Regions from separate parts of the Mus musculus genome. Here all the other regions are linked to region 4. The links are chromatin contacts, called in public HiChIP or PLAC-seq and Micro-C maps. All regions are on one chromosome and are shown on one strand. Each heading gives the region's core, a stretch centred on a gene start, on an enhancer-like site or on the middle of the called end of the contact. The rest is flanking DNA. Distances are from core to core; before and after follow the strand shown.

Region 1 (2,700 bases), core at 35-2,534, 300 kb before region 4:
ATATCGATGTAGAAGAGGGAAGCCTCATTGGGGCTCCACCCCTAGACAAAGACTACAGGATGGAGAGAGAGAGAGAGAGAGAGAGAGAGAGAGAGAGAGAGAGAGAGAGAGAGAGAGAGAATGAGAATGCATTAACCTTCCCAAGAGATGACCTCCTTAATTGGTTATCCAATATCAAGCTGTAAGCTCAGAAATCATATACATGTATCTTAATTAGGGTTTTACTGCTTTGAACAGACACTATGACCAAGGCAACTCTTATAAAGACAACATTTAATTAGGACTGGCTTAGAGGTTCAGAGGATCAGCCCATTATCATCAAGGCAGGAACATGGCAGCATCCAGGCAGGCATGGTGCACGAGGAGCTGAGAGTTCTACATCTTCATCTGAAGGCTGCTAGTAGAATATTAGTTTCCAGGCAGCTAGGAGTAGGGTCTTAAAAGTCCACACTCACAGTGAAACACCTACTCTGCTACATCCACTCCAGTAGTGACAAGTGCAACAGACCCCGAAAACCTGGGTGCTGTCCCGAGGAGAAAAGTTCACGGAAACTTAGTCTCCTGGAATCGTGGCATCCTGTATAAAGAATGCTCCAATGTCCTTGCTTTAGTTGGTAAACGAATCTGTGTGCTTTCCCTTAATATTGCTTTATTACAAGTGCTCTTTTTTTTTCTTTTTTTTTTAATTAGGTATTTTTCTCGTTTACATTTTCAATGCTATCCCAAAGGTCCCCCATACCCACCCCCCCAATCCCCTACCCACCACTCCCACTTTTTGGCCCTGGCGTTCCCCTGTACTGGGGCATATAAAGTTTGCAAGTCCAATGGCCCTCTCTTTGCAGTGATGGCCTACTAGGCCATCTTTTGATACATTTGCAGCTAGAGACAAGAGCTCCGGGGTACTGGTTAGTTCATATTGTTGTTCCACCTATAGGGTTGCAGTTCCCTTTAGCTCCTTGGGTAATTTCTCTAGCTCCTCCATTGGGGGCCGTGTGACCCATCCAATAGCTGACTGTGATCATCCACTTCTGTGTTTGCTAGGTCCCGGCATAGTCTCACAAGAGAGAGCTATATCTGGGTCCTTTCAGCAAAATCTTGCTAGTGTATGCAATGGTGTCATACAAGTGCTCTTAAGGATTGATATTTTGACATATAGCTAAGTTAGATTCTAGGCAGTCCTTGATTCGAAGTCCTTGACCCGACCTTGGGCATGGATAGCTAGGTCACTGCCCTACACAGGAATTTACCATTAACTAGGATGAAGGAAGTTTGTGACCTAAAGAGGAACCAGGGTAGATACTTAGAACAACAGATAGCTGAGTTACACCCATACACAAGTATTTACAATGGCCTAGGGGGAAGGTGGACTATACAATAGACTAGAGTAGGAACTATGGCAAGGGCACGAAGCCCTTGCCCCTGCTTCTAAGATTAAGTGGACCTTAGATGCAGCTGTTTTTGATCCCAGTTGTTAACATTGAATTTTATCCCAGTTGGTTCCTGTCAGTTCTTCCGTGTTTGCATTCCTCTGTTTTGTGTAAGAATCCAGTAACCACCAACTTCCCTATTTTCTTCTGTATAAAAATTTGACAAATAACATTCAGATCCACACTCCCTTGTGACGAGTCTGTCTGTCAATTCCTGCCAACTCCTTGCCTACCTGTGACCAGAGACCCATTCCACGCAGACAAGGGACCAAGAGGGTCTGCGGCACTACTCCAACAAGGCCATACTTTTTAATAGTGCCACTCCTGGGCCAAGCATATACAAACCATCACAACATGCAAGCAACAATAAGTGGACCTAGCAGATTGTATTATATATTAATGCATATATATTACACAACTAATAATATAATGTAATGCATACATACACACATATCACAACTACAGAAAAAGAGACGATGACTATGAATTGGTTTAGGGGGTTGAGTATGGTAGCAACTGGTGGGAGGAAAGGGAAGAGGGTAAATGGTTAGAATCTACCTTAATTTTTTGAAAAAGATTTTTAAAAAATTTAAAGTATGCTGGGCATGGTGGCGCACGCCTTTAATCCCAGCACTCGGGAGGCAGAGGCAGGCAGATTTCTGAGTTCGAGGCCAGCCTTGTCTACAAAGTGAGTTCTAGGACAGCCATGGCTATACAGAGAAACCCTGTCTCGAAAAAAACAAAACAAACCAAAAAATTTTAAAGTATGTTTTTAAGGTTTTTATTGAATTCATGAAAATTCTTAAGATAAAACTTTTATGTCCAAATTTCTACCCCTGAACATCTTCAGCATCTCATTCTTGGAAATGTACCTCAATGGTATTTTTCACGCCATCTAAACCTTTGAGTATATGATTTCCAGTTTGTTCTTTACCAATGCTAACCTTGGAGTGTGTGTGTGTGTGTGTGTGTGTGTGTGTGTGTGTGTGTTATGTGTCTGTTTTACCCATAAGAAAATGAAACACAGACCTAGGGGTAGAGCCAAAGCTACATCCTGTGATTAGACTCTGAAGCCTAGAGTGGCAAGGTTACCCAGGATAACACGTAACCTCTCCCCACTGTCAATGTACCTCTCTGTGGACCAAGATGTGTTTCCATTTCCTTCCCTGGGAAGCTGGTCCCAAGGGGTAGTCACTCACAGTGTGTATCAGGAAAATATCCACTTCTGTGTTTCTGACCCTGGTCAGAAACAGACTCCAGAGGGACTGCACCG
Region 2 (2,700 bases), core at 76-2,575, 480 kb after region 4:
GCTGACTTCTGCCCAGCGTCTAGCTGTACTCTCCCTAGAGGGGGTCCTGACCACTCTTAAGAGAGAAGACATATTCTCCACTGCTCTTCCTTTGGAACATGGCCTGAAAGAACACAAGCGAGTGCCAGCTGTCTACGAGGTGACCAGTGCTTCCTGGACTAAGTGGGGAATCATAAACTTGCTGTCTGTATATAGGACACTCCATACATCTTTCTGGAGCATCAGGTTGCTTCCTATTCTTAGCCTTTCTGTTTTCATTGTGAAGTCGGATGTAAAATGATCATGTAGGTCTTACCAGTTAGGGTTCTGTGTGGCTCCCATTCATGGGTCTTCTCCATCTCCTTGTCCTTTTGTTTTCAGCTAGACTGACCTTGCTAACAAAAGGCTCAAGTTCTTTCTCCTTCCCTCTTCTTCCTTGAAGGTTCTTCAGAAGGACACACATCAAGGGTGGCTCAGAACTTGCCTGAACAGGCAATGACAGAAGCCAGTTGAGACTAAGTGATGGGGATACAAAGAACTCAGGATGCTGTGACTGGACACAGTTATGCCAAACTGGAGGTGGCAGGATATTGGCACTGTGACCTTATTTGACTGAGTTCTGCTCATTAAGCTCCTGCTTATCAAATTGTACCAGAAGAAGGGTGAGTACACCATATCACCAACAACAATAGTAATTTGTTTAGCATCAGTGAATATATGAGCCTAGTACAAGTTTGCTACTGGCACACAGACTGTTCCTACACAATGTTGTTCTTCTCATGAGCCCAGAAATAGAAACGATGTGGTGCAGGTGAAGAAGTGGAGGCTCAGAAACATCAGGCCGCACACCCAAACTCCCAGAGCTGGCAGGGCAGTCTCATTTATTTTTAACAGACTTCCCGTAAGCACCTCTACTCCTTTTCTGGCTATAGAGGTGTTCTCTGGGGTGTCACATTCGAGGACATCTAGATAGGCACCTGCAATTCATCCCTTCTAGACCCCTGACTGTGAGCAGAGGAGGGCCCAAAGAGGGCCAGGGACTTGCTCAGGTGGCAGGTTGCCAGAGGAGGCTTGGAACACAGAGAAGAGAGGGAGAGGGCTTTCTCTAGTGGATGTTTTGCTGTTGGACAGAAAGGTGGTGAGCCCTGAGGAAGGCACAACTCAGCCCGGAAGCTCTGCGACAGAACTGGGAAAGGGGGGCTGTTACCTCCGCCTCCGCGCCCTGGGTCCCTGCTGCAGCTCTGGCTTGTGTCAGCGCGGTGGTCCTCATCCAGCTCCCCATCTCTGCCCCCGGCCTAACCCCGCCCCCCGGGCTCTCATTGGCCTGCACCCCACCCCCCGCCTGCGAGGTCTGCCGGGGAGGCGGTGGTCTATCGCCTCCCTCGGCCCCGGGCCTGGCTGCGCAGCAGAGGCGGCGCCTCTCCCGCAGGACAGAGCCGGTCGAGTGGCACAGGGTGGGCTAAAGGAGACGAGGGACGCCTCGCTCCGATTCCCGACTGCGACTGGCTGCGACTTTGGAGCAGCGCGGTCCCTTGTGCAGTACGCACACACCGCGGCGCAGGGACACACAGACTTGGCTGCTCGCGGCCACACGCACCGAGAGACCAGGCTCGGCGCGCGCTCCGCGGCGCACACGCTCCAGCCAGTGCGGCTCTGGGCGCGGATTCGCGGGTTGCGCGTCCTCCTGCACCTTCAGCCCCTGCGCCCAGCAGTCCCGACCAGCCCCGAGGCCATCAGGTAAGGACCACTCCTGGCCTGTCCTTCTGCTCCGCACTCGCCCAGCGCCAGACCCTTTTCCAGCGGGGCCCTTGGACCCCTCCTTCAGCCCAGAGGTCTCCAGGAGCCGCGTGCTCTGCCAAACCCAAAGCCAGCGAGGGCCAACGCGGGGCACAGAGTCGGAGCCCATCCTCTCCCGCCGCCGCGGGCTGCCTACGCTTCTCTCTGCTCCATCCAAGTGTCGGACCGTGGCTTGGAGCACATTATTGTAGACCATTCAGTGAGTATCGGCCTAGCTGTCTCAGCCTTTTCTGGTGCCAGAAAGAGGCATTCAGGGGCACGAATGACACTACGGCCAGAGATCCCCCAGAGCTCGATCTCCCTGTCTCCAGGTCGGACCAAAGCGCCTACGTGGATTTGGAAAGAAATGCTGGAGGGTCTCTTGGGAACTCGGTTCTACAGTCTGCAGGGCGTTTGAGGGATGAGCTGCGGAGATAAGATAGGGATCAATTTAGTTTGTGCCCCCAATAGAGATAAGCTTTAGCATTGTTTTTAAAAGGATAGCCCTACGGCTATAGGACTATCCTAAGGATAGTCTTTCCCCGGGGCTCGGGGAGAGGTTGACCAAGAGACGCTTGGGGGTTGGTGGTCTAACAAGGAAACGCCCTGCAGGGCCTGTGGGGGAAAATCGCTGTGGGAGTGGGGTTGCTGTAGTGGGCCCCTCCGAGACCCCTGATGTTTGTTTTAAAGGCCCAGGCTCTGCAGTAGCTAGCTGACTACTGGGAGCAGGATCATATTGTCAGCAAGAGCAAGGGACCAGGCACCAGTTCGTGGAACTAGATCTTCAGGAGCAAACACGCAGGAAGGGGATGGCGATGGCATTTCCCTCGCTGCTAGGGAGTGGAGCTTCAGTTCTAGGAACCCAGAGCCTTCTGGACCACCTTGGCATGAGAGGGGGTCTGGCTAATTCCTCAGTCCATTTCAGGGCTGCTGTGACTACTTTTC
Region 3 (2,700 bases), core at 95-2,594, 410 kb before region 4:
AAATTAGAGTTTCAGTTAGGCTTTTGACAAGTTAGGGAAACCAGCTGTAGCTCCCTAAACTTCCCACTTGCTCCCCAAGGCACTGCAACTTCACTCAGCTTTAACCAGCTCCAAGTACACTCCCTGCCTATACACAGCAGAGCCTTTTCCTCCTGCTGTTTCTCTCAGCAGCTCAAGCCCGGGGCAGCTGCAGTTGGCTGTGGTCTGCTAGGGTTCCGCCTGGCCTGATTTTTCATGCTGCCATTTTGAATTAGCATAGGTTTACTCAGCAAGTGATGAGGATTTAGGCAGGCGTGAAGCACAGTAAACACACACACACACACACACACACACACACACACACACACAAAACCAGGAAGAAGCACTTAACAAGCTACAATTACACAGAAATACACCTCTATTTAACAGAACCCTACCAGGTCAACTTGGGAGACAGAAAATAGTAAGTTGCCTTAAACGCAAATGGGTGTGATCACATTTTTATTCCTAAATTCCAACCGATTTTCTAAAATTCAGGCGCTCCTTTCATCCTCCTGCAGACCTCACTGTGGTCGCTAAATAATTAGCAATTATTTAGCAATTCTGCCTGGACAAAAAACAAAAAGCAAGACGATAGGGGTAAACTGAGGTGGAGTGATAGCAAGGGTCGAGACACCTGCCATGACCCCACCCGGATTCCAGTGTGCAGGGGTGAGGCCTGGAGCGAAGCAATGTCTGGTGCCAGCTCACTGGCCCTTGGGGATAACCACAGATACCGGGACTCCGCCCGGCGACCAAGGGTAGCGGCCTAGTCAGGCGCCACGGATGCATTACTCGGGAAGGAGCCAGGCTCTCTCTGCTAGCCGCAAGACGGAGCCGCAGGAGCCGCCAGGGGAAGCTCAGGGGCCCGGGGAAGCTCAGAGACACTTCCCGCGCCCTTGCAACTCGGCGCCCAGAAAAAGCAGCACCCGGTTATAAACTGAAAGGGAGGTGCGGGAAGGATGCGGGATGGAGAGCAGGAGCAGATTCTGACCAGGCTGCAGTAGCTTCGTCCCGAAGTCCCTGATCTCAAGTCGGGCCAGACCGAGGCCACCTAACCTCCGATCTCCCCTTCCCTGGTCCACACTCGCGAGGCGTTAGAATTGTAATGGGAAATGTGGTGACCTCCCAGCGGAAGAGCAGCTGCCAGCGCCCCGGCGCTCCCCGCGTAGCCTGAGGCTCACCTGCCAAGCAGCCGGCTCCAGCCGGGTCCAACGGTGCTGATGCTGCGACTGCGGAGTTGGGGGCGCTGCGGCGGCTAGGTTACAGCCTCTGCATCCGTAGCGCAGAAGACCGCCGGCGCTCCGGTTTCCCAGACTCCAGGCTCTCCAGCCCCCGGCTAACAGCTGGTTTGGTCACGCGACCGCAGACCCACCCTCCGCCTCCCGGTGCTCTGGGCCCCAGGACTCGTTGTGTTTGACAGCTGAGGCCTCAGAGCCCGCCCCGCCTGGGAGGGGAGGGCACCAGGAGCCCCCAAGAACAGCAGAGGGGGCGGGACTCAACAGAAAGTGGTTCCTTTCTTTCTAGATTTTTATTTCTTGGTTGAAACTCTCTCGAAGGGAGGAACCAGAGCTTTAAGGAGCCAGGTCCTGCTTTCTCCTGGCAACATTTTACTGTGTGGTTGCTAGTCTGAGCCTTGGTGCCTGGCGAGAATTCCCTGCAGAGATATGCATTCTTCATTTGGTTGATTCAATGTGTCAAAGTCCTTCCCTAATGTTAACCGATTGTGATCGTGCTCATAAACCAGACGATGCAGCATATTCACACTCTGTGGACCAAGGTCATGCAGCAAGTAACAAAGGCAAGATTCCACACCAGGGTTAATAAACTTTTGACAGGGAAAGAGGTGATGCCCACCTCAAGGCTTTTGATAACAACGCCTCAGGGGCTGAGACCCGATCTACCTCGATAAGAAAAGGCTGTAAGAGTCCACTGGGAAGAGAGTAGCAGCAGCGGGCAGCAGCAGATTCACATGTATTTTCCAGTTATCAGATGAACACAAATCAAAGTTTTATAGTCTCTATGGTGTGTGTGTTTGTGTGTGTGTGTGTGTGTGTGTGTGTGTGTGTGTGTGTGTGTATGACAATATCTCTCAAGATAAGAACATATGTAGCCTTTCACCTGATTCCACTTTTGGACTTTTGGAATTCATCTTATAGAAGAAAGGACACGGGTGTGAAATGAGCAGGAGGATTCTGGGGGGGCCATATTATTTGTGTCAGCAACGACTAGAACCAAACCTCACAGTGGTGGTACACACAATTAGGGAGGCTGACAAGGCTACATAGTAACACCTTGTCTCAAAAACTAAAAGATTGAATGAAATTCAGCCTATAAATACCATGGAATTCCATCCAGCATATTTTAAAGATTTAAAGATGAGATCATTGTCTGTGTACTAATTCAAGACTTCCAACTTATACCAAGTAAAAGGCTAAAGTGGGGATAGGTTAGGTGCAGAACAGTGTGTGTGTGTGTGTGTGTGTGTGTGTGTGTGTGTGCGCGTGTGTGTGTGTGAAAATATATACACTTCCTTTTGCAAATGCTTAGACTACTTTTGGAAAGATCCATAAGAAACTGTAACAGGAGATTCCAAAGGGAAGAGAGCTGATGACTGGCCACCAGGTAAGGAGACTTTCCCATGTCCTCTTAAATCAGTGTGTGCTTGTAGCTTGTCAGGTG
Region 4 (2,700 bases), core at 69-2,568:
AATAAAAACAAAACTCTTGTGACCTTTGCAAGGGTCCTCCCTCTCCCACCTCTCTGCCTTGGGTTTTTAGTCTGCCTCTCTCCTGGCCAGCATACCTGTCTGTTTTCCAGTGGCTCCTGGATCACAACTACCACACAGATCTCTGCTCCCAGGTACAACAGAGGAACCTCTCCTCTCCAACAGATGTCCTGGAAGTTACCCATACACTCCAGGTATCCTTAACATCTAAAGCAGGAAGGCTGCTTTTAGGAAGGCAATCAGACTCCATTCTATACCTTTGGCTTCACCCTTAAAGGATGGAGGGCACTTGTCAAGGGTTCTCTGGCCTCCCGAGGCAATTTCGAACACCAATAACTTAGGCAAATAACAAAGGTGCTTTGCAGTCTGTCCACTTTTATGCTTTTTACAGTCTATGAAAACACTGCACACTCGAGGACTTTTTTTCAGTTTGATATTCGGGCAACTCTGCCAAGCAAGCATTGTCTTGCTTCCTTCTTTTGTATCCCATGAAACTCAAGGGAAGTTCTCCTTTGGCTCCAGGACCATAGGAGGTTCCTGGAAGCAGCCAGCCTGTCTGCAGCACGCGCTCAGGAAGGTCCAGGTCAGCAGGCACTTTCTTTTGAAGGCTGCCTGCCCATTGGTCTCAGACTCCTAACCCTACGTGCACATTGGAATCACCAAGGGAGCTCTGAAGCAATAGTTTAGACATTCCGACAGAATTAATTTGTCGAATAGTCTGGGTGTCTGGATTTGCTACACTTTAAGTTGCAGGCAGGCGGGCTGAAAACGCAGGCCTTAGATCACACTGGGATCTTGATTCCGCTGATCTCTGAACTAGGGCTGCATCTGACACTCTGGGTGAGGGGTGGGAGGCGGGGGTCTCTCCCCTGGAGTTTCAGCCAGAGCTCTTCCACAGCAGCCTTACATTTCCTCAGCTGGTTACAGAGCCTGCGGGCGCCAACCCCCATGACTTACCAAGTTGGCAGGACTTTGGCTCAGTTGGCCCTGGAGTACGGTGACTCTCAGCAAGGGGATCCGGGGACTAGGGTCGCGGATCGGGCGGGACAACAGCTGGGAGGGAGGGCGCTACCGCTCGCGGTCCGGGATCAGGAGCTGGCTGTGTCTACGGCCGGCCGCGCCTGGGCTCGGGTGGGCTCCGGGGAGGGAACAGGGCGGAGCGGGCGGAGGAGGCGGGGACCATCCGTAGCGCTGCCCCCCTGTCTCGTTTCCCGGGAAGGAGCCGCCGCACACTGCATCGGACGAGCGGCCACTGCGCAGTGGGAGTGGGCAGGCCTCGCAGTTCGCCCAGGGGTGACACCCTGGGAACTCGTCGTGCCAGCTCTGCCACGGCCGCGGAGAGCCAAGGCCCGCCCCCTGAGAGTGCCACCCAGCGCCTGTAACCACAACCAATGCCGGGACCCGGGCAGAAAGGCTGTTAAACTAAGCAAACTAAGATCAAAATAAGATTCAGTTTGATCTACTTTCAGAGACGGAGACTTTCTCCTCCTCTGTCGTTAAGTCTTCTCTTGACCACGAATATTCTAGAGCCTTTTCCTTTACTGTAAGGAATTACGTAAAGGAATTAACATGTTAATAAACCGTCCGAATAAATATTTTTAAACGTTTTTGACAGTTAAACAAAAGTGCTTTGAGATTTTTGGCCACATGTAGTCATGGTTATGAAAACTCGCATGAAGTTGACCCTCTGAGAAAAGCAAAACCGAAACTGCAAGAACTGTGTTCTTGCATGCGTGAAGGCCTCCCTCCTCCTGCAGTGTGCTGCAGTGCTGCAGCTAAGTGACTGAAAGGAAAACTTTGATTCTAAGAGCCTGATGTGCTAAGACGGAGCCAGAACAACCGTACTGTGCACCTGCAGGGCACTGTTCATTCTTAGCCTTCTGCTTTTTGCTTAGACTATTATTTACATTTTTGGGGACAGCTGTTCCTTACTTGTTATTTTGGACTTTTTATTTTGGGATATTTGTAAATTAATAAATAACTGGAGGAAATAATGCAGATTCATGTACCTGTAACTCAATTTGCCCCAGTCTTGAAGAGCTACAACACAAAAAAAGCTATGGTAAGCAGAAAACAGACTACTAATAGAGTCAAGATACAGAACAGGTCCACCCCAAGCAACCTTGTTCACCGTCCCACCCTGTGCTCAGCCTCTGGCAACCACAAACTTGTTCGCATTGCTAGAAATGTATCAAGACTTTTAAAATAGATGGAATCAGGCTGCACTTTGGAATAACATTTTAAAATTCTGTATTACATTTGTGTGTGTTTGGGTGTATGAGTACATACATATTATGATGCACATGTGGGGATCATAGAACAATGGCAGGGCTTGGTTTTCTCTTTCCACCATGTGGCTTTGGGGCATAATTGAATTCCGACTTGGTAGCAGGCACCTTTACCCACTGAACAGTCCTACTGGCTCTAGTATTTTGCTATTTTGTTTTCATTTAGTATAATCCTAAGAGGATTCACCGAGACCATTGCTTGTATCAATAGTGATTCCCCTTTAATTATTTTCCTTGGGCAGTATTCCGAAGCACATGTTCCTGTAGCTTTTTGAAATACTGCTTACCTTTTTGGGCTATTTTCAGCCTTTGGCATCAATTTCTCAAATGCCTATTCATCTATCTTCTGAAATAGCTAAACCATTTAGCATTTCCACCGTTGACCAGCTAAGTG
Region 5 (2,700 bases), core at 32-2,531, 360 kb after region 4:
TGTTGTTTTTCCACCTCTGATGGGTAAGAAGCCAATGATTCTGATAAGGACTAAGATGGAAAGAGAGGGACCAATCATAACAGGTCCTACCTTGTGGCCACAGAGAGAGCCTCCCTATGGGCCTGGTATACCTTCCAGCACACTCAAACAGTAGGCAAGTGACCGACCAGTTCTCTGGTCCTTTACTCGGGATTTTGGGGGTACACAGGAAACATGGTGGGTGCTTTGTCTGCCCCCACCTCCTCTCCACCCCTCCTGGTGTTGGAAAGTGCCTCTGGTCTCCCTTACCTTCCTCTCTCCTCTTTCTCTATCTAGATTCTTGTCCGGCCTATGTCTCCTCTGCTCCGTTTGTCTCTTCCTGTTTCTGACGTGCTGTTTTTTCCTGTGATGCTAGTGACTGAATCCAGTGCCCAGTTGAATATTGTATGCGTGAGCACATCCATAGCCTGGCCGCTGTCTCCTGCAAGGCTGGAAACCTCTTCCACTTTCCACCATCACTCGGATAATGCTTCCTGTTGCTCTGCCTATCATCCCATCACTGCATCTGTCTCTTAGCCCCAGCCCATGTCTCCCATTCGCTCCTTTTCAGGTCCAGCTGTCATTCCTTCCATCTCTTCAGTGACCTGCTAGCTACTTTATCTATTAGAGAAAAAAAAAAAGCCTAAGCAACATTATCTTCCCCACCCCCTCTCAAATCATGGCCTCAAATTGTTTTAAGTTTGAGGAATTGGGGGAGTTTTCCAGCAACCTTGCTTGGCTAAGGTCTGCCATTGTCTAAAGAATGATAGGTGGCTCCCAGAAAGCTTCTCTACTCCCATCAATGAGGCCCGGGGGGCGAGGACACATCCCCAAAGTGACATGCAGCTGCTTGGCCCAGGCCAGGACATTGGAGGCCAGACTGGCCCACAGATTTCTCAGCCTGAGAACTTCAGATTACTAACTCTGCTCAGAGTGGGATGGGACAGGCAGGCAATTTCTGGTGCCACCTCCAGGGAGGGCAATGTCCGTCTGGGGAGTCCAGACAACCCCTATTCCCCACCCCTTCTAGAGTGCCAGCCTCTGCCCTCAGGCACCCTTGAGCTTTGCAGGCTGGGCGGGGACACCTGGATTTCTCTGGCCCCCTGAGAAGAGCCAGCTTGGAAGAATTTCCCAAAGCCTATTAGAGCAACGGTTGCCTCCTGCCTCCTTACGCTGGGCAGGGCCGAGGGCTGAGGCGGGTGGAGGGAGCAAGGGAGGGCAGGAGGGGGAGAGGAGGAAGGAAAAAGTTGGCAGGCAGACAGCAGAGCCCTGTCTGCATCCATCGCAGCGAGGAGGCTCGTGTGGTGTGGGGCGGGCCAGGAGCAAGGAGAGGCCTTCCTCCCTTTGTGCTCCCCCCACCCAGCCCTATAAATAGGCCCAGCCCAGGCTGTGGCTCAGCTCTTGGAGGGAGTTGAGCACCAGGCATCCAGCGGTTAAGTCGAGGTCCCTGCCAGCATGGCCAGTGAAATCAAGAAGAAGCTCTTCTGGAGGGCTGTGGTGGCTGAGTTCCTGGCCATGACCCTCTTCGTCTTCATCAGCATTGGTTCTGCCCTAGGCTTCAATTACCCACTGGAGAGAAACCAGACGCTGGTCCAGGACAACGTGAAGGTGTCGCTGGCCTTTGGTTTGAGCATCGCTACTCTGGCCCAAAGTGTGGGTCACATCAGCGGTGCTCACCTCAACCCTGCGGTCACACTGGGGCTCCTGCTCAGCTGTCAGATCAGCATCCTCCGGGCTGTCATGTACATCATCGCCCAGTGTGTGGGAGCCATCGTCGCCACGGCCATTCTCTCGGGCATCACCTCCTCCCTAGTCGACAATTCACTTGGCCGCAATGACGTGAGTGGGGTATCTTAGGCTTAGGGTGTCTGTAGGAGAAGACAGAGAGGGAGCTGGCTCCATTTGCCTACTGTACAAGGGGGATACTGAAGAACAGAGAGAAGGATGAAGGTTTCTGGAGTCATGCTGAGAACTGGGGCTAGAACTCAGTTGTACTGCATGGTCTCTTTGCTGGTTGGTGCTGTGAGAATGGAGGAGCTAGACAATATGGTTGTGCCAAAGTCCCCTGCAGAGTAGCTACTGCCAGGAATGAGCTGGAGGGGCAGCTAGGTGCATGCCAGCAGTTCCTCCCCTCTTCTGAGCTACCTGAGCAGTCACCTTCCCCCTTTGCAGTCCCGTGCACTAGGCAACCTCTACCTACTGTCCCGAGTACATTTTCTCCAGCTACCCAGTGTGTTTAAAGCCACTTCTGCAAGTGTCTGAGTGTGACTCTCTTGATAAGTTGCCTGGGCTTCTAATCGGCTTCTAATCCTTAGCCAGGTCCCCAAATCAACTTCCTCAGAAAGTCAGGAGACAGCCCCCTTTCCTCCCTCTACCCCCAATAATTAGACAAAGTTGAGAGAACAATACTCTCTCTGGAGCTTTGGGAGAGTTTTCTAGATACCAGTTCAGGAGAAGGGCTCAGCTCAGCAGTCCCTGGCCACTGAACCGTGGGGCATGCTGGCTTGTTGTGTGCGGAGGTGGAAGCGAAGGTGTGTGAGTGTCTGCTTGGGTCCTGAACTTGTGTAAGCTATTTTCACGTTGATGCTGTGTTGTTGGAGAGTGTGTAAGCACTTGTACCCATTGTTCCTGGCTTTAATGATAAGCAGACGCTGGCAACAGTACGTGGCGACTGCTCAACAT

Evidence for each region. A called contact is a pair of places that touch in the nucleus more often than the background predicts. HiChIP or PLAC-seq counts read pairs in DNA pulled down with a chosen protein or histone mark.
Region 1: an H3K4me3 HiChIP or PLAC-seq map of bone marrow-derived macrophages shows a contact between it and region 4, with 3 times the contacts expected there. The contact joins the enhancer-like site here to the promoter of Nod1 in region 4. A contact is called at or near these places in 21 of 39 promoter capture datasets (the 3T3-L1 cell line, 3T3-L1-derived adipocytes, the HPC-7 cell line and 14 more), 2 of 115 datasets of contacts at active chromatin or transcription factors (bone marrow-derived macrophages and embryonic stem cells) and 2 of 9 other capture datasets (adipose tissue and liver).
Region 2: a Micro-C map of embryonic stem cells shows a contact between it and region 4, with 4 times the contacts expected there. The contact joins the promoter of Adcyap1r1 here to the promoter of Nod1 in region 4. A contact is called at or near these places in 2 of 39 promoter capture datasets (hippocampal neurons and stem cell-derived epiblast-like cells) and 1 of 484 Hi-C or Micro-C datasets (embryonic stem cells).
Region 3: a FOXA1 HiChIP or PLAC-seq map of pancreatic cancer cells shows a contact between it and region 4. The contact joins the promoter of Scrn1 here to the promoter of Nod1 in region 4. A contact is called at or near these places in 9 of 39 promoter capture datasets (the C10 cell line, cranial neural crest, embryonic stem cells and 4 more), 2 of 115 datasets of contacts at active chromatin or transcription factors (embryonic basal ganglia and pancreatic cancer cells) and 2 of 9 other capture datasets (embryonic stem cells and liver).
Region 5: a contact with region 4 is called in a FOXA1 HiChIP or PLAC-seq map of pancreatic cancer cells. The contact joins the promoter of Aqp1 here to the promoter of Nod1 in region 4. A contact is called at or near these places in 4 of 39 promoter capture datasets (cranial neural crest, frontonasal cranial neural crest, hematopoietic stem and progenitor cells and 1 more) and 1 of 115 datasets of contacts at active chromatin or transcription factors (pancreatic cancer cells).

What each region holds. Positions count from the first base shown.
Region 1 is chr6:54,666,552-54,669,251 of GRCm38.p6, forward strand. No RefSeq gene overlaps it. Among named protein-coding and RNA genes, the nearest start is that of Gm34249, 11 kb to the left of the region's middle. Within about 2 kb of position 1,285, at least 8 of the 459 cell types and tissues checked have an H3K27ac peak or open chromatin away from gene starts, as enhancers often do. A contact at or near this core is called in bone marrow-derived macrophages and trophoblast stem cells, where this site is marked.
Region 2 is chr6:55,450,653-55,453,352 of GRCm38.p6, forward strand. It overlaps Adcyap1r1 (adenylate cyclase activating polypeptide 1 receptor 1), which reads left to right and starts at 1,326. Exons shown (of 17, transcript NM_007407.4): 1 at 1,326-1,716.
Region 3 is chr6:54,565,038-54,567,737 of GRCm38.p6, forward strand. Scrn1 (secernin 1) reads right to left here and starts at 1,345. Exons shown (of 8, transcript NM_027268.2): 1 at 1,203-1,345.
Region 4 is chr6:54,971,294-54,973,993 of GRCm38.p6, forward strand. It overlaps Nod1 (nucleotide-binding oligomerization domain containing 1), which reads right to left and starts at 1,319. Exons shown (of 12, transcript NM_172729.3): 1 at 976-1,319.
Region 5 is chr6:55,335,018-55,337,717 of GRCm38.p6, forward strand. It overlaps Aqp1 (aquaporin 1), which reads left to right and starts at 1,282. Exons shown (of 4, transcript NM_007472.2): 1 at 1,282-1,857. The coding sequence starts at 1,474.